Regions from separate parts of the Mus musculus genome. Here regions 1, 2 and 4 are each linked to region 3. A link is a contact called in public HiChIP or PLAC-seq data. All regions are on one chromosome and are shown on one strand. The core of a region is the stretch at or near the end of the contact, and the rest is flanking DNA. Distances in the headings are between cores, read along the strand shown.

What was found. HiChIP or PLAC-seq counts read pairs in DNA pulled down with a chosen protein or histone mark.
Region 1: a contact with region 3 is called in an H3K27ac HiChIP or PLAC-seq map of regulatory T cells, with 4 times the contacts expected there. The contact joins the enhancer-like site here to the promoter of Kcnmb4 in region 3. A contact is called at or near these places in 3 of 39 promoter capture datasets (the 3T3-L1 cell line, 3T3-L1-derived adipocytes and liver), 2 of 484 Hi-C or Micro-C datasets (Th1 cells and embryonic stem cells), 15 of 115 datasets of contacts at active chromatin or transcription factors (T-cell acute lymphoblastic leukemia, Th17 cells, bone marrow-derived macrophages and 11 more) and 3 of 9 other capture datasets (adipose tissue, embryonic stem cells and liver).
Region 2: a contact with region 3 is called in an H3K4me3 HiChIP or PLAC-seq map of craniofacial prominence, with 4 times the contacts expected there. The contact joins the enhancer-like site here to the promoter of Kcnmb4 in region 3. A contact is called at or near these places in 3 of 39 promoter capture datasets (the C10 cell line, embryonic stem cells and pre-B cells), 1 of 15 datasets of contacts at CTCF or cohesin (the NIH/3T3 cell line), 1 of 484 Hi-C or Micro-C datasets (centroblasts), 12 of 115 datasets of contacts at active chromatin or transcription factors (CD8 T cells, craniofacial prominence, embryonic forebrain and 5 more) and 2 of 9 other capture datasets (liver and pancreatic islet).
Region 4: a contact with region 3 is called in an H3K4me3 HiChIP or PLAC-seq map of embryonic limb bud, with 4 times the contacts expected there. The contact joins the enhancer-like site here to the promoter of Kcnmb4 in region 3. A contact is called at or near these places in 9 of 39 promoter capture datasets (embryonic stem cells, frontonasal cranial neural crest, hippocampal neurons and 4 more), 1 of 15 datasets of contacts at CTCF or cohesin (pro-B cells), 1 of 484 Hi-C or Micro-C datasets (cerebellum), 13 of 115 datasets of contacts at active chromatin or transcription factors (bone marrow-derived macrophages, craniofacial prominence, embryonic basal ganglia and 10 more) and 3 of 9 other capture datasets (adipose tissue, embryonic stem cells and liver).

The regions. Positions count from the first base shown.
Region 1 is chr10:116,917,765-116,921,380 of GRCm38.p6, reverse strand. It overlaps Rab3ip (RAB3A interacting protein), which reads left to right. Exons shown (of 11, transcript NM_001359645.1): 5 at 1,730-1,807; 6 at 2,416-2,619. All of the region lies in intron 3 of Gm51782 (a long non-coding RNA gene), which reads right to left. Among named protein-coding and RNA genes, the nearest start is that of Gm51782, 5.4 kb to the right of the region's middle. Within about 2 kb of position 1,835, at least 53 of the 459 cell types and tissues checked have an H3K27ac peak or open chromatin away from gene starts, as enhancers often do. A contact at or near this core is called in Th1 cells, Th17 cells, regulatory T cells and 1 more, where this site is marked.
Region 2 is chr10:116,754,927-116,758,400 of GRCm38.p6, reverse strand. No RefSeq gene overlaps it. Among named protein-coding and RNA genes, the nearest start is that of 4930579P08Rik, 27 kb to the right of the region's middle. Within about 2 kb of position 2,125, at least 19 of the 459 cell types and tissues checked have an H3K27ac peak or open chromatin away from gene starts, as enhancers often do. A contact at or near this core is called in craniofacial prominence, where this site is marked.
Region 3 is chr10:116,471,881-116,475,495 of GRCm38.p6, reverse strand. Kcnmb4 (potassium large conductance calcium-activated channel, subfamily M, beta member 4) reads left to right here and starts at 1,973. Exons shown (of 3, transcript NM_021452.1): 1 at 1,973-2,310. The coding sequence starts at 1,975. It overlaps Kcnmb4os2 (potassium large conductance calcium-activated channel, subfamily M, beta member 4, opposite strand 2), which reads right to left and starts at 2,333. Exons shown (of 3, transcript NR_130644.1): 1 at 1,109-2,333; 2 at 863-1,011; 3 at 509-730.
Region 4 is chr10:116,826,726-116,830,008 of GRCm38.p6, reverse strand. It overlaps Myrfl (myelin regulatory factor-like), which reads left to right. Exons shown (of 25, transcript NM_001033333.3): 10 at 962-1,052. Among named protein-coding and RNA genes, the nearest start is that of Myrfl, 69 kb to the left of the region's middle. Within about 2 kb of position 1,383, at least 45 of the 459 cell types and tissues checked have an H3K27ac peak or open chromatin away from gene starts, as enhancers often do. A contact at or near this core is called in embryonic limb bud, where this site is marked.

The DNA of each region.
Region 1 (3,616 bases), core at 586-3,085, 450 kb before region 3:
TTCTTAAAAGTTGATGTAGTTAGCTTTGGGGCGGGACAGAGTTTGTAACAGTTTCTGAAACGGTCCTAAACATACTTCTGCCATTTGTACTAGAAGACGTTGTCAGCATTGTAAAATGTTCTTGGCAAAGCTCAGTCTCGGTGGAGACAGCTTAGGACACCTGCTGTACACAGTGCTTATGGCGCCTGACCTTGGGGACAGTCAGAGAAAACAGCCCCACATCTAGAAACGCTGCCTTTTGGTGTTCTGTCGATCGGCAGACCCACGCCAGACGCTTTATGCTTCAGGCTAGCGCCCCCTTCTCTGGGGACATCAGCTGCTCCTGTGTATCATCAGGGTCCCTCTTGAAGCCGGAGAGGTCACCTCACTTCCCACCTCACCTTGGGGCTCATCCTGGCCTGGGTTCTGGTGTTCACCATTTCCTTAGCTCTTCCAGGCTTTCAAAGCTGGCTTAGAGGCGTCGGCTCTTCAGTTGTCTTAAGTCTGATCAGTCTTAAGACTGCGCAGCAGGTGACAAGGGCCCAGCCCCGCCCCGCCCTGTTCAGCAGGTACTTTGTCAGACATCAGTCTCTTCTGCATTCAGACTTAAACATCAGTTATCTTAGGAGAGATCCAAGCAGATAGCGTTCTTGTTTTGGAAACACCTGCCAAATAGCCTTCTTTGGACAGTTCCACCTTATCCCAGGAAAGTCCGTCCAGTCTGCAGCAACTGTTGTTTTCAGAAGGGCAGAGCTGAGCTCATTCTTCAGGGCTCTGCCGGGTGAGCAGTGCACGGTGACGGGAGTATTCCCGAGGTGCGTCCCATTCCATCCCAGCCATCGGTAGTGAGCATCGGGATACTTAATGTAGTCTGAGGTTCGTGCTCCCGACTCACACGAGCTGCTGCAGACCAACAGCTGTCACAGACCCGAGAGAGCTGTCAGACTGTGTGTTTAATAAGTATCTTTGAATCTCCTTTGGATATCTTACATTCCCAAATACTAAGTCTGAAGCCACATTTTGTTCCCAGTTTCTCTAATCTATACAGATTATTTCATACAAAAGCTTAATCTCTTAAAATATGAGATCATGTTATTCTCTTAAAGAAGAATTCATCTTTCACTTAGAGTGAAGTCTGGGTTATCACCCTGATTTCCATTGCTGTTGTTAGAGTGCACCCTGAGCTCTTTAGGAACCAAGCCTTTGCCTTGTTCCTCATTCGCTGTCAGAACCTGGAGCAGTATGTCATAAAGAGACGTCATTAATAACACTGTATGACTGAAAGGCAGGCCCGTGCCTGTAGTGTCATAACTGTGGCATTGGGAACTTAAGAGTAGAAGATTCCCTGCTCAGGCTACACTGTGCAGTCGTTTTCACCCGTGTCATTTTATCCATGTCTTAATGGAAACTGGAGCTCCTTGGGTGTCGTTTCTGCTGAGGTGTCCACCGTCTTGTCCCTGTCATGTATTGGCTTTGACCTGCAGCCGTCCTCCGACCCCTTTACTGGTTGTAGTCCTGACGTGGGTGTCCCTTGGATGGACTGGACCCCACCTCTGCTGCCACGGTGCTCAGCAGGTGCCGAGTGCCTGGCCTCAGCCCTACCTTCCCGTCCGTTTGATGGCAGCTGCTTCCCCCACTGTGGTTGTTGGGTTCTTAGTTAGTTTCAGGCCCTTTGCTGCCTCCTAGGCAGCTGCTGAAATGAGCGTTACAATGCTTTGCCTCCAGTTTTTGAGACTTTTGACTTTTTCAGGAAGCTCACAAGATGGTGAGGGAAGCGAACGTCAAGCAAGCCACTGCAGAGAAGCAGCTGAAGGAAGCCCAGGGGAAAGTGAGTCGGGGCCTTCGCAGTGGAGCGGGGAGACCGTGGGGAGAGCGGTCATGAGTGCCTAGCGCCCTTGGTGGCTGTCCTGACCCCTCGGAGAAGTGTGCTAATGTGGAAGCTGCAAATAGGCACTAACTATGTAACCTTGACTCGGGTGTGTAGTGTGTCACAGCCAGCTTGCTTATCACCATGGAAATCATGTAGAAGGATGTTGGAGTCATTTTTAAAAGTTAATATTTATTCTCTTAATTCACTAGGGGGGAAAAAGAGACCTAAGTAGATTTTATTATTTTAGGAGTGAACTAAAGGTAATCGTAAGCTGATACATTTTAATATTTTGAAAATTCATACTAATGTTAGTATCTTTGACCATTTAAAATTTACCTTTTGACATTATTGGTAGTTGAATCCAATCCATATGGAAACCCAAAAATCTTGGATTGCTTTCCCTTCATTACTTCATAGAAAAATAACAAATTAAACTTATTTTCTGTTCTTGAAATTCGCCAAGTTGCTAGCATTGGCCACATCTGTCACAGCGCATGCTGTGCGTGTGACGGCCACATCTGCCGTAGAGCATGCTGTGCGTGTGACGCTGCTGCTTTCTTTTCAAGATTGATGTACTTCAGGCTGAAGTGGCCGCTCTGAAGACACTCGTACTGTCCAGTTCTCCAACATCGCCTACGCAGGAGCCTCTGGCGGCTGCAAAGACCCCCTTTAAAAGGGGGCACACAAGGAACAAAAGTACAAGCAGCGCCATGGGTGGGAGCCACCAGGACTTGAGTGTGATCCAGCCAATCGTAAAAGACTGCAAAGAGGTAACTCCTGCAGAGAGGACTGTCCCCTCTGACCTGTCCCTCCTGTTGATCGCCATCACTGAGGTGGCCAGCAGACTTCTTTAGCACAGAATATCAGTGTTAGGATGGGGAGGCTGTTGCTAGGGCTGGCTGCTCTCAAGGACCCTCCCCATCCCACCCCCATCCCACTTGGCCTCAGAGCATCTGCAGCAGGAGTCTCTGCATTTCAAGTTTCCATCTAGGGAATAAAGTGGCATGCGTTGTGTAAAGGAAAGTGGGTGCCTAAGGGGGTCCCCCACTAGTCACGACGTTCTGTTAGTGCAGTGTTAAAGTACGAATAAGAAATGTGAAAATATGATGATTTTCCTAAAGATTACTAGTAGCTCTTTTTATTTGAAATCTGAGAGAAGCAAAATTTTCCATTGATAGAAAGTTCTAGAGTTGAGTCAGATAATTAAGAAAACAAACAGAACCCAGAAATAATTGAAGCCTTGCATTTTAGAAAGCACAAAGATAGCCTAGATGCTGTTTATCGAATTGTGTAAAGTAAGAGTTACGGCATTATTAAACACTGCTGGTTTTACCGTCATGTGTGGTGTAAAGTGTTTGTAGGGCATTGCCCAAGGCTTCCTGGAGCTTCAGGCACTGTGAGTTTTAAGCCAGTTCATACTGAAGCAAGCGGCTGTCTGCGCTTTTTACTTCTCATCCAGATCTGAATGCAGCAAAACCTAAAATTCATATTTGTTTTTGTTAAGTATCTAATATACTCCTTTAGTCACTGCTTTAATTCTGATTTCTCTAACTTTAAATAAGTGTGCTGTTTCTAAAAGGTTAGCTTCTATTGTCACTTTTGAGTTAGTAAGTGTAAAGCGTTTTCTCCCGTTGCTTGTAGGAAAGCTTTTTCAGGTGGTTTCTCAGTACTTCAGAAGCCTCTCTTGTGTTTTGAAATGTATGAAATAGGCAACATGTTCCTACTTGAGTATTCTAGCCACACTTTCTAGCCTGATACTGTGTGAAA
Region 2 (3,474 bases), core at 876-3,375, 280 kb before region 3:
CCACCAGAGTGATCACTGCCTCTTCAGGTGACATCGCTGTCACAATGGTAATCATTTCTCCCAGCATTTCTCCCAGAATTTCTCCCAGCATTTATTTGACCAAATTGTGGACTAATGGGAATTTGATGGAAGCCTCTGGGCTATATACACAAAGTGGTATCTTGCCTGAAATTACCCCTCAGAACTAGAAACATAACCTTGGGATCTCTATTAACATTTATATATGTCCTCAGATCGCAGTGCAGGGCCTTGGCCTCCTCCTTTGTTTTAATTACACGGTCAAGGACAAGAGACTTTACTTAACCACTAATGGGAGTCCTTTAATCTGAATGAACCCGAGCCATTTGGCCCAGGAAAAAAATAGCACAGAGCTTCGGCAGTGACATTCAAACCATTTCAAATAATCTAATCTTCCAGAGCTCTGTGCTTGACTGATGGGAATGAGGATCGGGAAGGGACAAAGTGGGACCTACTTTCTTCTAAATGTGCTGCGGGGCAGAATGGTCGCAGGAGGGACCGCATTCTGTTCCAAGAGATTGCCTTGCACAAACACTTCGTCTGACCTTGCTTCCAGAGCAGTGCCGGAGAGCTACCGAGACCGTAGGGAAAGGGGGAGGGGTGTTTAATCTACGTGTGCAAGTGGTCTACCATCTAGATTACACTACCAGGAAAGAAAAAGAGAGAAATGTAATGTAACATAGTATTTTGTGTTGCTGCCAATAGAAGATGCTGTCCTGGCTGGTTTTGTGTGTCAACTTGACACAAGCTGAAGTTATCACAGAGAAAGGAGCCTCCCTTGAGGAAATGCATCCATGAGATCCAGCTGTAAGGCATTTTCTCAATTAGTAATCAAGGCGGGAGGGCCCAGTGTGGGTGGTGCCATCCCTGGGCTGGTAGTCCTGTGTTCTATAAGAGAGCAAGCTGAGCAAGCCAGGGGAAGCAATCCAGTAAGTAACATCCCTCCATGGCCTCTGCATCAGCTCCTGCTCCCTGACCTGCTTGAGTTCCAGTCCTGACTTCCTTTGGTGATGAACAGCAGTGTGGAAGTGGAAGCTGAGTAAACCCTTTCCTCCCCAACTTGCTTCTTGGTCATGATGTTTGTGCAGGAATAGAAACCCTGACTAACACAGATGCCTTAAAATTAAGTAGATGGGAAATCTGTGTTGTCATACTTTCTTCATAATACTGACATGGCTGAAGAGGTGTGGCCAAAGGGAAGATTGTTTGTTTGGTTTTTTGTTTTTGTTTTTTAGCTGTTTCTTTGACTCCATGTTAATTATTCATTTGACAAATATTTAAATACAGATTTAATGTATTATATAATATAAGCTGTTGTTCAGTGAGCCCGTGTGTACTGAGTCTTTCTCAAGTTCTCCTTTCTAGTCTTTTCTTCTGTACCGGTCTTTACCTCATCACCAGAGTGCTAATGGTAGTCTGGCACAGATGGTTACTCCACACCTTGAACATTTTGGATGTTAGGGTTTTGTTATTTCTGTCATTCCCATTCTCCAAATATGCTTGCTTCCCTCTCACCTTCCTTCTGACCTTTTCCCTCCCCCTCCCTCCTTTTCTCCCTCACTCTTCTCTGCCTCTCTCCCTCCTTTCTTACAAGGCCCTCAATCCACACCTCTCTTACAAACTTTATCAGTTATGTCTTGGACCATAAAATGTCTTGCTGTCCTGGCCAGGACACCTAGCAGCACTGCTGTATCGGCTCTAATGACATACAAACATCTTTAGACAAAGATCTTGTCTCCAGGCCTTTTACTCTCTGACCACTCATCCCGCGGTAGCCAGCTGTCCCATCCTGCAAGTCTGTCCTTAGATCTAGCTTTGATTTCAAACATTTTGCTGTGCTGTTGCCTGCAAACATTATTCCTGCCTCTCTTCTACATCCAGGTCTTTGCCTGGCCCTGAAAATATGCTGCAATCCAGGCCTCCTGGATGGTCCCCATCTGTTGATTTCTGATCACTTATGACAAAATCAAGAGCCAGCAACTGATGCCTCCTGCCTGGAGTCTAGAAATAGCTGGCGCTCCGGGGAGGGGCGATACGGCTGCTCCAACAGCTTGCCTTGACTGCAAACAGTTTATGCTGCAGAATGACACAATCTAACCTTCCTGTTCCTTCTGAAAACCTTTGCTGTCCTCCCTTTTTCTTCCCCGAGGGCCAATCCAAGGCATTAACTGACGACAAACCCCCTCATTCGAATAAACGAACTCTGAAAGAATATTGTATCCAGATGTTCGTCTAAGATGTTCTCCCTTAGCAAACAGGAGAATAAAGCAATATGATTTAATAGAGTCAAGATGCCTATAAGCAGGGAGCACAAGGCACAAAGTCTTGTAGAGAATGGCCTGGGTCATGACTCCATTGATGCCACATAATAAATAGATGGCCTTGGGCAACTGCATAATTTCTCAGTGTTCTCTTCTGCAAAATGTGATTAATAATAAGCTGCCCAATCACCCTGAGCTGTGGTGATGACCAAGCTGGTACAGGGTTGCTCTGCCGCCCAGATAATTACTATTTCTATTACTGTCATTTGCAAGGGACCCCAGGTGTGAAATCTGATGTCTTCCTGCCAGTTTTACACAATACCAGTAAAGGTTGAAACTGGATGTCACTGGGAAACCCAAGTAGAATTCTTTATGAACAAACTTCATTTATCTTGCGGGTAAAGTAAGATCTGGATGTCTGAAGTCCTTTCTTTGTACTCTCGTGTTTGGAGCTGACACACTCTAATTAGCTCAGGTAACAATCATGTAATGTAACTACACTAATATAATGCTTATGACAGATACATTAAATAGAGCATAAAATGAAGTAGAAAGGCAAACAGGAGTATTGAATAGGGGAAATCCAAGCTTGGGGGGTGGTGGGTAGCCATTCTTTAGGCGCGTATGTAGGACCTACACTCATTGCACTCTGATCAGCACCTGGCTTCCATGTTTAACAGGATTCAGAATTTCTCAGACTCCTCGCCACAGTATGGACTGGGTGAGTTGTGTGTGTGTGTGAGTGTGTGTGTGTATGTGGGGGCCTTAGGTACTAATGACTTCACCTCCTTAAACTGGTTTAATTCCACAGAGCTGTCTGTGGGTAGTCATTGTGCTGACGATAGTAAAAAGTTTAATCTGCCTCATTGACTTTATTTATCTAGAAAATATTTGTTGAATCTTTCCTAAGTGCCCACTATCGCCTGCACAAAGGAAAGCCCACTTGATCCCGTATGCAAAAGCAAACTGATGGCACCTTAGAATCAACCAGAACAAAGGCACCGATTTAGGAGGCAATTGTATTCTCTATCAGCAGAGACGCCCAACCCCGGTACCCCGCCCCACAAACCACATCATGTAGACGTGAGCTCGGATATGTGAGCCGCTGGCTGTGACACATCTTTTGGAATCTGGGGGTAATGAGAACAGGCAGATGCTCACAAGTATCAGCTTAGAGGCCCGGAGTCTGTGGACC
Region 3 (3,615 bases), core at 724-3,223:
CATTTGAGTTAAGACAGAACTCCCTGGCCCTGGTTTCCTAGGTTGTAAGCAGTTTTTGTTGTTGTTGTTGCTGTTGTTTCATTCACAACACTTAAGGCGCCCAGGAGACACTGAACTGTGAAGTGTGTAAGGTAATGGTGTTACGTTACCCTTAGGGCTCTGTCCTGGGCTTGCTGCACGTTGCATGAATTACTTTATTTAGTCCCTTAGCCTTAGCGGCCCTGTTCCGTGTTTATTCACCCACCCCTCGTCCCCATCTCCAATCCCAGAAGAGGTTGCTTTTTTGAAATGAGGATTGGCATCTGGAATCTGTCGAAGGAAAACACTCAGCGAAGATTTGCGATTTCAGGTTAAGACGCTTCAGCTTTGGAGCTCTCTTCTTTATAGCCAGCGTGTGCCTAACAAATGCCTTGACGCCAACAGGGGGGGAAATCTCAGGCAGAAACAAACAAACAAACAAACAAAAAATACAGTGTCTGCTCTCAAACGGAGACGACACTGAGACATCTTTGTGATTTTAAAGTTTTTCCAAGTCCTGCAGCCTTTTTATTCATTAAGAAAAACAGACACTAAAGGTCTCCTTTACCATTGTTTGGAAATACCCATCAGCATAACATGCCAGAACTCTGTCAGTGCCAGCCAAAGGGTTTGAAGTCTGGTAGAGTGGGCTTAACATTTCCATGACTTGGCAACTGTTATTCATCAGGAGCCTGAGTTCATTCATCTAGGACTTGAAAGACAAGAAAAGGAGGGTTAAAACAACAACAACAACTTTATTCTTCCAAACGCAGCTCTAAACAGTTCTCAAGTTTGGTTTTATGATCTTTAAAAAAATGTAGGTAAAAAGCAAATTTAAACTTACAAAGGAAAAGTCAGGAGAATAGAGGCTGAATAAAGGTGTACATCGATAGGGTGGAGTTCCAAAGTGTCTGCAAGCCGCGGTCGCCTTGCACAGAGCTCCAGAAAAAGCTCACCTGCAAATCTCAGGGCCAGCTAAGGGTGGCAATATTCCTAAAGAGGCCAACAGAGTCTGCTCTCACCAGCCCGAGGCCAGGCTTTGCCACCTGTTTGCGTCCACCCCCTAGGGGTCGTTCCCGCTGTCTGGCACCTATTTTTCCAGGAAAGTCCACCGACGCTCAAGGCTCCAATCGTGTTAGCCTGCACGGTCCCGGTGGCGGCGTGGGATCCGCGGGGACCTCCGGCTCCCGGCCGCTCGCCTGTGGGCATCCCCCCGCGTCCGCGCCGGTGCCCTCTGTCGCTCGCCGCCACCGGAGCTCCCTTTGCCGGTGCGCCTGCTGCCCCGCAGCTCCCCGGATCGGAGTTTGAAGATTCCCGCTTCGCACGCTCACGCCATCCTCCCCCACTTAAAAAAATTTTTTTTTTCTCTCTTTTAACTTTCTCCCCAGCCACGCTCCCTCGGTGCTAAGCGTTCGCCTCGACCGTCTCCGCCATCTCTCCAGGTTGCATCTGGCGAGGATTCCGAGAGCAGCTCGCGGCGGCCCGGGTGCTCGCCCACGGGAGCTGCGGGGCGCGGCGCGGGGCGGGGCGGGGCGGCGGCGCCCAGGGCGGGGAGGAGCAGCCTCGCTCAACGCGGAGCCAGGGCTCAGCAGCCCAGTCGCTCCCAGCGTCGGGGCGCCGGGCGCTCGGCCGCGGCGATGGCAGGCGGGCGGCGCGCGCGGGGAGGCGGGCGCGGGGCGCGGAGCGCGCGGGGGCGGGGGCGGGCTCGGGGAGCCCCGGGGTGCCGGACGCTGTGAGGCGGCGGTGGCACCCGGGAGCCCGGCCTCGGGCAGCGCCGTCGCCGCCGCCGGGGGCGTCGCCGGCCTCGGCCCCTTTGTTCTCGCGCGCGCCCCCTCGCCGCCCACTCCCCTGCTGTCGCGCGGCGGCGGCGGCGGCTCCTCCCGCCCGAGGCGGTTGAGCTCGGCGCCGGGGGCGGGAGGGGGCGGGGAGCGCGCCAGCCGTGGAGAGTGGGGGGCGATGGCGAAGCTCAGGGTGTCTTACGAGTACACGGAAGCCGAAGACAAGAGCATCCGGCTCGGCTTGTTCCTCATCGTCTCCGGCATCCTGTCGCTCTTCATCTTCGGCTTCTGCTGGCTCAGTCCCGCCTTGCAGGATCTGCAAGCCACGGCGGCCAACTGCACCGTGCTGTCGGTGCAGCAGATCGGCGAGGTGTTCGAGTGCACCTTCACCTGTGGCACCGACTGCAGGGGCACCTCGCAGTATCCCTGCGTCCAGGTGTACGTGAACAACTCCGAGTCCAACTCCAGGGCGCTGCTACACAGCGACCAGCACCAGCTCCTGACCAACCCCAAGGTAAGCGCGCGGGAGCTCCCGCCTAACAGTGCAGGTTCGGGGCCAACGTCCCGGTTAGACCCCAGGGGAAGAATCGAGTGCACTGTCCTCGCTCGGAGTTGATGCGAGGGAGGCATGAGGTGCATGCACGCATCCCTGGAGCCCAGGGCTCCAGACCTCGGGGTGTGTTTGCCTACTGGGCGGTGGTACGCGAGCCTCTCTGCAAACAGATCTTTTCTGTTCTTAGATTTTTTTGAGCTCCGGACCACCCCAGGTCCAGCGCCTGCGGGAAGGGGTTGCCTAAACTCAAGGAGCAAAGAAAGTTAACTTTTCCTTCCAATGTAGCCATGGGATAGCCCAGGACCCAGGTACTCCAGTATATGGCCTGAGCTTCTATGGGGCTCAAGAACTCCCTTCTTTGAGAGGTTAAAGGGGTCTCTTCGCTTCTGGAAAGTATCTTAAGTGACTTTTGAATTTTAGTTCTAAACTGAAGTTTTTAACTTGAGGTCTACAGATAGACTTGGGATGGTGAGGGTGGGGTCAACAGCCATCAGGAGGAATCCAAGAAGAGATTCTGATGAGGTCGGGTTGGTTTGCTTGGTGCTGGTGGTGGAGGCTGAAGGGTCCTAACCACTCTGAGTGTTTGGGCACAATGAGAAGCTGTAACTAAGGAGTAAGTAGGAGAACAACTTACCGAAAATAGAAAGCCCTTGATGACATATACCAAGCAGCGGTTTCCTGACAACTTCTTTTGTTGTTACAGGGGAGGAAAAAAAAAAAAAAAGAGGGAAAAAAATAGATAAAACCTGGTTAGGACTTTCTAGCCTCTGGAGAGCAGAGAGGGAGACTCAGAAAACTTCCCCGGGGTAGGAAAGCACTTATAAAAAGCTGTGTCCCCAGTCCGTGAACTAATTGAGCCTTGCAGTGTGCCTGCTTCTGCAGGAGGGTTCTTTGATGCCTGTGTTCCTTTCTGCTGCCAGCTGAAGGTGTGTATATATATTCAAGTTACTGAGTCCTTGTACTTCCTGGGGGCTGTGCTGGAAGACAAGCAGAAATCATTCCAAAGAAAATGAGTCCTGTGCGTGCAGGAACATGTTCTCTTAAATGTGACCAGATAGATTAATCGGAATTCATTATTTTAAACAAGATCACTACCGCTGTGCAGAGAAACTCGGGCGTAACTCACTTATTTGGAAAGTTAGAAGAAACTAGTCTTTGAACATATGATGGACTCCTCAATGGAAAAGTCTCCCGCTAGTGCACGGAGGCTCGTTTGCTTTTAAAAATGGAGCTAATCCAAGAACAGTAAGTGTAGACGTGAACATT
Region 4 (3,283 bases), core at 134-2,633, 360 kb before region 3:
TTAAGTTGTAATTCTACGAAGAGCAAGGAGGTGTGGCCTGGAAAACATTTTCTCGCCCCACCCCCAGCCCCTAACATTTATTTTATGGCTATGACTGTTTTTCCTGCATGTGTATATGTGTATCACATACCTGCCTACTGCTCATGGTGGTCAGAAGAGGATGTTGGCCTCCCTGGAACTGTAGTTATGGATGCTGGTAAACCACTGTGTAGATGCTGGGAACTGAATCTTGTTCTTCTATAAGAACAAGCGTTCTTAACTCACGAGCCATCACGTCTCCAGCCCTGGGAAGATAAACGAGGATAAATGTCGTGGGGGAGTTTCTGCCTTGACTTCCAAGAAACAACCATTAAGATTATCCATTAAACCAATAATAATAACCATAGCCTTAAGATTGTCTCACTGATAGTCCATGTGAGGAGATACTTAAGTACCTGCAGTGAGGTTTGCTTTGGGAGGGCTAGAGGGAGGTCCAAGTCTTTGGCTATCTATACTTAAGGCCTGAGGGCATTGAGAATGGAGGATACCTGGAGCAAGTAAGGATGAGATGGAACCAATATGATGGACATATTCTCTAAGTCTCCCTCCCTTAAGGCCCAGGACCTGTGGCTTATATGGTTGTGGACACAGGGACCCTGGTGGCTTTGTCCTGTGTTTGTAAAGAGCGCTTCAGCGATGCTCCAGGGTGAGGCCTGGGTGAGCCACATAGGTGGGCTGAGCTCAGTGCCTGAAGTTCTCCCCAGGGAGCAGGCACACAGAAACACCTGGGACAGTAGCAAGTCAGCCAATTGTCCTTCCAGTTCACCGAGGCATCTCTGAGATAGGAAGGGAAGGCAGTCTGTACGTAAGTGAACCCGTCTGGCTGAGCTCACTATTAATGAAATGCCAGATGCTACTTCGTTGCACAAATAGCATCTCTGTTCTTTGATATGCCCCCATCAGTCTGTTGTTTCCGAACTAGGTACTTCATGTTGGTGGTCGGATTGTACGCTGCTAACCAAGATCAGTTCTACCTGTTGGCTGCCCACATCTCTGAAAGGATCATCGTAAGGGTAAGCGCAACTCTCTGGTTTTCTGGACCACATATACTTTTCTCCCTTGCAGGAAGAAGTTGAACTGTCAGCGACATAGACATACTTGAGCTGTGTTATTTCCTAACCGTTGTCGGTAATGATAATAGCAGAAACTATTGTGTTAGTTTTTATACTGTGGTTCTCAACCAAGATCACAGTGAACAGAGATGATGGGCAATACACGGGGAACCAACCATTCCCACTGGAAGTATTCCCTCCCCAAATGCCATGGTGCTGAGGCATGCTGGGAAATCCTGATGTCGACTCTCTGTTGGGGGCACTGGTTAAACATCTACACATGGCACCACTTTATACTGACGATACATTTTTATTCTGTGAGTATTCTCCATGCCCAGAGGAAAGAGGTTTTTGAAACCAGCCCTTTCAGTATCACTCAGCTCATAAAGACGGAGTCTCCTATAGTCCAGCTCTCTATCTGATCTAGGCTCGCCAAGTGAAGAAAGTACCAGGAAGGTTTTCTGTGTTCCAACGTTATTGGTTACCCCAGGACATCTGGGCCACTGCCTTACCCAAGGGAATAGCTCAACTCATTTGCTGAGTGGTTACAGCTGTGGATGGTGTTGTGGCAGCTGTGGGGACATTAAGCTACTGGCAGCTGCAGCTGTGGCTATGAGGCCAGACTGGCTGCCACTGAGTGTTGGAGGAGACAATAGGCACCCGAGGCAGGGCAGCCTTGGTGAGACAGTACTGTCCCAGGCCTTGGAAAGCTACACAGGGAGGATGTGACCGTCCAGAAGGGAGCACCAGTCACTGTGGGCATGCCTACATTCACAGCTACCAATCCAAGGCCCTGGGGACACATCTGCCTCCTTTTGGAAAGTGGAGTTTCTTCCTGCCTGCTTTGAGCTGTTCTGAAACAAAGAACCCTCTGTAATTATGTTAGTCAGTTAAAAACATGATAAGCTACCTACTAGTGGAAGCCCTCCAGTTACTCCTAGAAATCTCACTGGAGGCAAAGCAATGACAGAAATGAAGTAAAATGCTTGTGTGAAAGCCAGCTGTTCACAAACGGGCTGTTTCTGACACAACCATGGGCCAAGAAGACTCCTTTGAGGCAAAACCAGGCAGCCAATCACAGAGGTATCTGTCTGGTCCTTCTTACAGGACCCTCATGGTCAAAGCCTGCTGGATGTCTCCTTTGGTATCATCTGAATTGCTTCTCTGTGCTAACAAATATGATCTGAATTCCAGTCCAGAAATTAGGTTGCTTATCATTTCTGGCTTCTCCCCAGAAGGCATGAAGACTGAAGTATCTGTCTTTCTACTTCGACATAGAATCGTGGCCATGGCAGTGCTGTCCTGAGCTGAGTGCTTAGGACTCGGGTCACACACTCCGTTAGTCACCTGCGTTCTTTGAATACTTTATGTGGCAACAGGGTTTTTCCCTTTCTCGGCTGGCAGCACCCTAAGCACTGTGCGTGTTCAGAGAGCAGCCAAGGGAGGAAGAGAACCTGGCTCGCTTAACCTCCTTTAACAGGAAGCTGCTGACCCACAAACCCTATGGACCCTCATCACAGCGCAAAGATGATTAACCCCCATGCTGAGCAGGGGCAGTGGCACGGTGGTGACATTCACATTCTGTCTGAGTGTGACACACTGAGTTTCGCTCAGCATAGATGAGGTGTTGTGTTATTTACCCAGTTTTTAAATTCTAAAAACATATTGTACCTTGGAGACAGTAGCTTTCTCCAAGCTATTATTTTTTGGCTAAAGAGAGCACTCTAGTGTAGCAGTAGAGTAGGATACACCAACGTGCCCTAAAAGTAATGCGAAGAACAGGAATGTAGACCCTCCTAACTCCAGATAGCTCACTGGTACTATTTCATTCTTGCTCCAAAACACAGGTGTGAAGGTAGAAACAGACTTCTCGGTCCATTTAATGGTTAACACTGTAACGCTGTGTGCATGTATGTATTTATGTATGTATAACATCTAATATGTAACATATAATATACAATATATACATAACACACAACAATAATATGTAACCTGTAACATATAACATATAATATACAACATATAATGTATAATATATAATAGAAAATATATAGCATACAATATATAACATAATTTACAATGCAACATATATTATATACATATATTTATATATACATAAATACATAAATATATAATATATGTATAATAATATATACATATATGTTATATATACAACTATATAATATATAAAT